Regions from separate parts of the Rattus norvegicus genome. Here region 2 is linked to region 1. Evidence: chromatin contacts called from public Hi-C data. All regions are on one chromosome and are shown on one strand. Each heading gives the region's core, a stretch centred on a gene start, on an enhancer-like site or on the middle of the called end of the contact. The rest is flanking DNA. Distances are from core to core; before and after follow the strand shown.

Region 1 (3,807 bases), core at 814-3,313:
TTAAAGGGCTGTGACAACTCAGTACTAATGGGACACAAAATAAGGCGGGATGCCCATGCAATATGTCAAGAGCTGTTCTAGGATTGTAAGAGATCCATATGCTGGGCTAAAGAGGATGGATTTTACACTGCCTCAGAAGGGCAGAACATTTAATCGCTTTTTAAAGTAAAATTTAAATATTCAGTTAGTATTAAACCTCTAAACAAAGTTATCTTTATGAAATTAGAGAAACAACTGATTTAATTACAAAATCATGCCATTTAAATAGTGTCAGAGGGCTGGAGAGATGGCTCAGCATTAAGAGTACTTGCTTTTCTTCCCGAAGAAATAAGTTCAGTTCTCAGCACTCACTTAAGGTGAGGCCCACAACTCTAACTCCAGCTCCAGGGACGCCCACACTCTCTTCTGGTACTCTTAAGACCTGTGCTCCTGGGCTGGAGAGATGGCTCAGAGGTTAAGAGCACTGTCTGCTCTTTCGGAGGTCCTGAGTTCAATTCCCAGGAACCACATGGTGGCTCAAACCATCTAAAATCAGATCTAGTGCCTTCTTCTGGCCTGTAGGCATACATACAGGCAGAAAGCTGTATGATATATACATAATAAATACATGTTTAAAAAAAAAAAGACCCGCGCTCTTGTGTACATGCTCAGATACAGACACACAAATAAATAAATAAATCTAAATATAAGAAAGCAATCTGTCGGGTGTAGTGTTTAGAAGATTATAACTAGCATTTTATAAATATTTGGTGAATAAATTATGGTAGTCTAACTGAACACGAGTAAGCACGGATCTTAAAGTGTATTCCTAGACTGGCAAGAAGTATAACAGTTTTGCCATGGCTCAGAAGGACGTAACTTCCAATTCACAAAAGTAAGACTTATGTCCTAGTGATTTTATCTTTCTTCCTACATTGTTATCAACGTTTTTTTTCTTTCCCAATTCTTTTCTATTTGAATTCTTTTGTTTATTCAAACTTACACACCCAAGCCCTACCATAATATATCATAGCACCTTTCCCGGTGTTGTCCAAGTTTGTTTGTTTGTTTGTTTGTTTGTTTTTAAAGATTTATTTATTTATTTTATATGTATGAGTATAACGTAGCTGCCAGACACATCAGAAGAGGGTATTGGATTCCATTATAGATGATTATGAGCCACCATGTGGTTGCTGGGATTTGAACTCAGGACCTCTGGAAGATCAGTCAGTGCTCCCAACCGCTGAGCCATCTCTCCAGCCCTGTTTTTAAGCACCATAATCAGTGTCAGCTTCAAATTCCCAGAGTCTTCTACTGTTCTACTTCAATTCTCACAACTGCTTCACCTGAAAACATTAGACTATCATTATCCTGCTTACTTTTGCCACCCTAAGCCAATCTTCATCATGAAATCTAACTTATACTAGCAATGCCTTGCTCCCTATCGAGTTCCACAAACCTCATAAAAATAGGGAGTACATAATTTTTAAGTAACATAATTACTTAAGTTCAGATGAAATGATGTGGAGTCACGTTTCTTCTATTATATAGGCAGATGACTTAAGAAGGGTCCGAGCAGCACCAGTATTACAGACCAGAAGTCACACATCAAAATCGTACTTTCTGTTACCTGTCTATTCCTATAGAAGTTGAAGAACGACGGATGGATAACTGGGAGGAGGGAATATTGGAGACGGAGAATTCACTTCCCATTGGCGTGCTATTGTCAAATAAACCAAAAGACAGTCTGGTCCTTCCAGGAGAAAATGCAAGCCAGACTTCCTAGGTCTGCTAAGTAATTCTCCAGCACGAAGACACAGAAAGAAACCACTGTAAAGAAAGAGTCTCTCGCGCTTTCGGAACTCACCTGTCAACAGCGGTGTGGACGGCGCCATCTTGTCCCGGAAAGAGAAACCCATGCGCTGGGGTGAGAGTTCAATAAAGGCCGAACCCGGCCTCTACACGTCTCCCCAAGCACAGTGACTGCGAGTTGGTGTTTCCGGCGCCGCCAGCCTCGGGGCCAATTCACTTCCGGTTTCCGAGTGCGCACGCGCAGCTCTGGCTCCTCGCTTTCCCGAGCGTGGAAGGGCCTGGCTGCAGCGGCGGCCGGCCCTCGCCCTCCTTCTCTGGAGCGGGCGGAGTCCATACTTCCGCGGGGCGGGGTCTGCCCAGTGCTGACGTTGGCAGCCGAACCCGAACTAGTTCGAGGTTGCCGGCTGCACTGTCGGGTGGTTGGACTCTTTCCTCCCGGTCCTGCGGCCCTCTTTCTCCGGCGCGCCGCCCCTCGGTTGCTCAGACCGCTGTGATCGGAGGTTGCCGGTGCTCCAGCGCTTGGCGTCCCGGCCCAGTGGCCGTAGGCGGCGTAGGCACCGCGAGCCGAGCCTCCCGGTGGCCGGGGAACGGCAAGCGAGCGAGTCCGAGAGGTTCTTGGGGCAGGTGGCGCCGCGAAGATGGTCGCCAAGCAGAGGATCCGTATGGCCAACGAGAAGCACAGCAAGAACATAACTCAGCGCGGCAACGTCGCTAAGACCTCGGTAAGGAAAAGCGGGCACCCTTCTCCATGCTGGGGCCGGGGGCTGAGGCCCGCGCCGGGGCTGGGGCCGGGGCCGGGGCCGGGGCCGGGGCCATGGCCGCGGCTAGCTCTCTCCAGACCCGCCTGACTCCGGACTCCCGCTGCGGTGGAATCTAGGGTGGGAGGAGAGATCTGTGAGTTGCTGGTCTGGCCATCTGGCCTGGGGTGCAGGCCATGGGAGTCCGGGATCCGAGAGTGGTTTCTCTGCATTTGAAACTGGGTTTTTCTTTTTGCAGAGAAATGCCCCCGAAGAAAAGGCGTCGGTAGGACCCTGGTTATTGGCCCTCTTCATTTTTGTCGTTTGTGGATCTGGTAAGTGTTTGGGGGCTCTCGTGGTTTGGAATGACGTGGATGAGTGACGAGTCTTACCCGCGTGGTTTTCAACCCACCTGCTGAGAATTGTTTCTAGTGAACCAGATTACTTGTACCACAGAGTGTGGTGCCCCAGAAATTCTCTTATCTTGATTTGTGTTCATAGAAGATCAAAAAAGAGATTATATCTTCCTAATAATCCCTTAGAAGAAATTAAACACCAAATAACTCTTGGCATGAGTGATTTGCATTGTAACTATCAAAAATAACTTAACGAACATTGTGAACATCTGGATACTAAAGCAAGACTGAACGGTACCAGCATCCAAGGTCTCTATGTCAAAAAGTATATAAAGTAAGACTAGCACAAAGAACTGATTTTTCTGTAGAGGAAACATACCTGTTTAAAAATTTAATGTATGAGACAAGTGTTTTCAGGTAAAATTAGTTATTTAAGACAACCTGCTCTTAAGGTGACAGACCTTTGCCTCTGCAGATGTATTACAGAATGCCTTTCTGCTCTGTGTGTCACTTTAATATGCAAACTGTTATTACTGAGGCAGATGCTTTTATTTGCCACACTCTATAGTTACTGAGATTTTCAGTTGACATTTTCACTTCGCCTTTTTTCAAAACTGAACAACCGGAAGCTTTCTTGATGTGTGGCCAAGAGCCAACCAGTTTATGTAACACAAAGATTATTGAATTTCAGCTTTGTGAGAATGAAGAAATGTGCATATATTAGGAAAGCAGACCTTTAAGGATATGTAAGAAATAAACTGAAATAAAACCTGTGGTAGAAAAATGTTTTGGTGCTTTTGCCGCCCCCCCCCCCCCCCCCCCCCCCCGCGGAGCTGAGGACCGAACCCAGGGCCTTGAGCTTGCTAGGCAAGCGCTCTACCACTGAGCTAAATCCCCAACTGTTTTGGTGCTTTTAAGTTATC
Region 2 (3,807 bases), core at 654-3,153, 170 kb before region 1:
TATACCTGGTAAGGTCTCTGCAGCTTTAGATAACCCATTCACTCATGAAGTCTTTCTAGATTCTTTATAAAAATTTAACTTTTTCTTTTGAGTGGCATGTATCATGGACAGATTCTAGTCACTGACTCTCACTAATAATGAATATTCACTGTATTTTTTTAATCTACGGCTATCATTTACAAGGTGGTTATGGTGGATAATGTTCTACAAGAATAGCATATAGGAAACCCGATGGAATTGTTTAAATTCACTTTTACAGGATAGGAGATTGGAGCCAAGAAGATGGCTTAGAGGGTAGGGGTGCCTGCCATCAAGCCAGCCAACTTGAGAAAGCAGACTCCCACAAACCTGTCCTCTGACCTCCACCTGTGTAAACAGACAGTCCTACAAACTAAATCAGAAGATTAAAAGAATTTTGCTGAAAGTCACAGGGCACTGTTTCACCCTGTCCTGACTAATCTGTTTTACCTACAAAGAGTAAAGCTTTACCAATTTCAGTGTCATCAGTTCAAGCACAAAACTTTTGTCCAAGCAGGATATATCCATTATATCAAAATACGGCTTGCTCCAAGCTCTCTGGCTCCTCTCTGACCTCGATGGGTTCTGAATGGTGACTGCCTGGAGACTAGGGGAACCCTTGTAGAATTCTCTTGTTGCTTGATCGGAAGGTGGGGTGTAGATGCCCCCTGCCCCACCCCAACACCCCCTTAAGGTTTAATTTTTATTTATGGGCATGTGTGTATACGATGTATACTGGTGCCAAACGGCATCAGATCCCCTGGAGCTGAGGTTATGGGCGATTGTAGGTTCTGGAAACCAAAGTTTGGTCCTCTAAGAATAGTACGTTGAGGCATCTCTCCAGCCCCTGTAGGTGCCCTTTATTCTACACCTCTAAGTCTACATCTTACTTTACACCTCTGAGACAGTCCACATGTCGGGGTGTATAAAGAAGACTCAGGAGGAATCCAGCACCAATCCTGTCAAGCTGAGGAGGGTTGGTAACAGGTACGTTGAACTCACAATCCTTTACCTTCCTCTTAAAGCCCCAGGTAAGCTTCAAAGCCTAAGGCTTGGACCAGGACTAGATATTAAGGACTCAGATAGTAGAGGGTCTCCTGTCATTTTGGGCCTCACAAACCCAACCCACGTGTATGGTATTCCTTGGAGATTTTAATTCTCCACCGAGCCAGAGATCTCCAAGAGGTCCGGGTTCTCTTGGACCGGAGGCGGCCAAATAATTCCAAGAAGCTTTCGCCAGTGGGCTTTTGAAGGAAAACCGCGGGTTTACCTCCTAGCCTTAAGGGCAGGACCACTGGAGAGTCTACCCTCATACCTAACTGCCCGGCCACACCCGAGGCCTTCGCGCGGCTCCCGCCCGACTCCGGGTCCCGCCCCCGCGTGTCAAGCTACGGGCTGAGCAGCAAGATCGCAAGCTTCTCCGGCGCGTCAATGACTCAACCCTAAAAGAAACGTGGGGATTCCGAGCCCCGCCCCTGCCCCGCCCCACCCCTGGCGCACTCGCGCGCCGTCCACGCCCACGCCGGGCCAGCAGTTGCCCTTCTGGCTGGAGTCCTGTGCGCGTCGGTGTAGGTCCCCTGGGAAGAGTCGGAAGACTTGGGCTGCGTCCTCTCCCTGCGCTGCCGGCTGGCTTCCGCCACCGCCGAGAAGCGACCCCGCGCGGCGGCGACCGACCGAGTCAAGTGTTCCCAGCGGGAAACCGCTCCGGCGCTGCCAGCTGGGCCGGGCGGAGCTGCGCGGGCCGCAGGGTGGCTCTGCCAGTCCCAGAGTGCCGGGTCGGCCGCACACGTGTCTTAGCGTCACGTCCGCGCGCGCCCCCGGGGCTTGCGTCAGCTGCGGCTCCTGAAGCGGGTGGGCCAGGGCTTTGCGCACCAGAACGCCTCCGGAGGAGGGCACCGCACGGCCGCGATCCCCGAGAGCGTCGACCACTCCGGGCGCCGCCGAGAGGATCGGCGCGGTCGCGTCCCCGCCCTCCCGGTGCTGGTCGGGTCCGCGCCCGGTCCCCGGACTGGGCGCCGTGGCGTTACCCCGGAGCCCGCCACCCGCGGGGCGCGCACCGCCTTAACCCGGGCGGCCCCGCGGCAGGCAGAAGCCCGCAGGTCCATGGTGGGCTCGGAGCGCGATGAGCCGCCCGTCCTCCACCGGCCCCAGCGCTAACAAACCCTGCAGCAAGCAGCCGCCGCCGCCTCAGACCCCGCACGCCCCGTCCCCGGCTGCGCCCCCGGCTGCCGCCACCATCTCGGCTGCGGGCCCCGGCTCGTCCGCGGTGCCCGCCGCGGCAGCGGTGATCTCAGGCCCCGGCGCCGGCGGCGGGGCCGGCCCAGTGTCCCCGCAGCACCACGAGCTGACCTCGCTCTTCGAGTGCCCGGTCTGTTTTGACTATGTCCTGCCCCCCATTCTGCAGTGCCAGGCCGGGCACCTGGTGTGTAACCAATGCCGCCAGAAGTTGAGCTGCTGCCCGACGTGCAGGGGCGCCCTAACGCCCAGCATCAGGAACCTGGCTATGGAGAAGGTCGCCTCGGCAGTTCTGTTTCCCTGTAAGGTAAGTCCAACCACCATCCGCAAATCTGCCAAGGAACCTTCCAGAGTTCCAGTGCCCTCCAGCGCACTTGAAGGCCCTGAGAAGCGAATGGCATATCACTGCTTTCCTTCTTTCTGTCTCCTTCTCCATGTGTCTGTCTCTCTAACACTCTCTCTCTCTCTCTCTCTCTCTCTCTCTCTCTCTCTCTCTCTCTCTGTGTGTGTGTGTGTGTGTGTGTGTGTGTGGGTGTGTGTGCCTATTGTTAACCGCCCACCTGTCCATTTTGGGAACTAGCAACTAGGGTTGATGTTTGCCAGAGCACTGACTGTAGATTAAGTTGGCACTTGCTGCGGGTTAGAAGCATCCCAGCTCTTTCAACCGAGTGCCGCCGCGTCCCCTGCAGGGGTGTGCTCTGTAAGGCTGGACAGCTTAACTAAAACTGGGAAGCTGACCGTGTAGATTGTGGAGGAAGGACACGGACGGTTTCCAGCAACAAGCATGGTTAGGAATGGACCCAGTGCCCAAGATCTGGGAGCTCTCTTGAGAGTGCGCTTACACAGGGGAAGCGGATACTGCCTGCTTCACTCGAGTGCGGAAAAAATCCTGCAAGCCACGCCTTCTCGCAGCCTCCCAGACTTGGGGAGAACTCTGAAATTGTGGCTGCTGTTTGGGGTTTGGTTTGGTTTGGTCTGGTTGTTGTTTATTACCTAAGCGCGACCACGAGGACTCATCGAGGACACTCAAGAGCTTTGTTAGTTCTCTTCAGTGCCAGCATTTTATTTAAAGAGTTACCTGTGCTCCTGGGGAGTAGGGAGGAGAAGCAAACCACAAGCCAAAGTGCAAGCTCTCATTCCCTTGTTCCACCTGTTCGTTTAGAGCCTACATTTACACCCGCACAGCTAAATTAATAGAATCGTTAATGTCTGCCTCTGAAAGCTTTTTTAAAAGTACCCACAGAGATAATGTTTTTTCCCTTTTACAACCAGCTTTACAAATTAATATCCTCACCTGTTTCATGTCTGAAACTTGACTTGATCTTCTGTATTTTAAATGATAGGTTACATTTGTGTGGTTATACTGTTGCCAGTACTGAAGCCCTTAAAAAAAAAAAGCCTTACAACCTCATTTATATGCCTCTCTCTAATCTAGACCTCTACCAACGAGTTCATTTTCTAAAGTTGTAGGTGGGAATAATGTTAATATTTCTGAGATTTTTTTTTAATGAAAGTAATTGTTCTACCTGAGACAGTTTAAGTTGTCTTGCATTA

What was found. Hi-C and Micro-C count contacts between places; a contact is called where the count stands out from the background.
Region 2: a Hi-C map of liver shows a contact between it and region 1, with 3 times the contacts expected there. The contact joins the promoter of Siah2 here to the promoter of Serp1 in region 1. A contact is called at or near these places in 2 of 12 Hi-C or Micro-C datasets (liver and mammary epithelial cells).

Annotation. Positions count from the first base shown.
Region 1 is chr2:144,909,443-144,913,249 of GRCr8, reverse strand. It overlaps Serp1 (stress-associated endoplasmic reticulum protein 1), which reads left to right and starts at 2,063. Exons shown (of 3, transcript NM_030835.2): 1 at 2,063-2,513; 2 at 2,788-2,863. The coding sequence starts at 2,430. It overlaps Eif2a (eukaryotic translation initiation factor 2A), which reads right to left and starts at 1,890. Exons shown (of 14, transcript NM_001399818.1): 1 at 1,847-1,890. The coding sequence starts at 1,874.
Region 2 is chr2:145,079,771-145,083,577 of GRCr8, reverse strand. It overlaps Siah2 (siah E3 ubiquitin protein ligase 2), which reads left to right and starts at 1,903. Exons shown (of 2, transcript NM_134457.2): 1 at 1,903-2,560. The coding sequence starts at 2,141.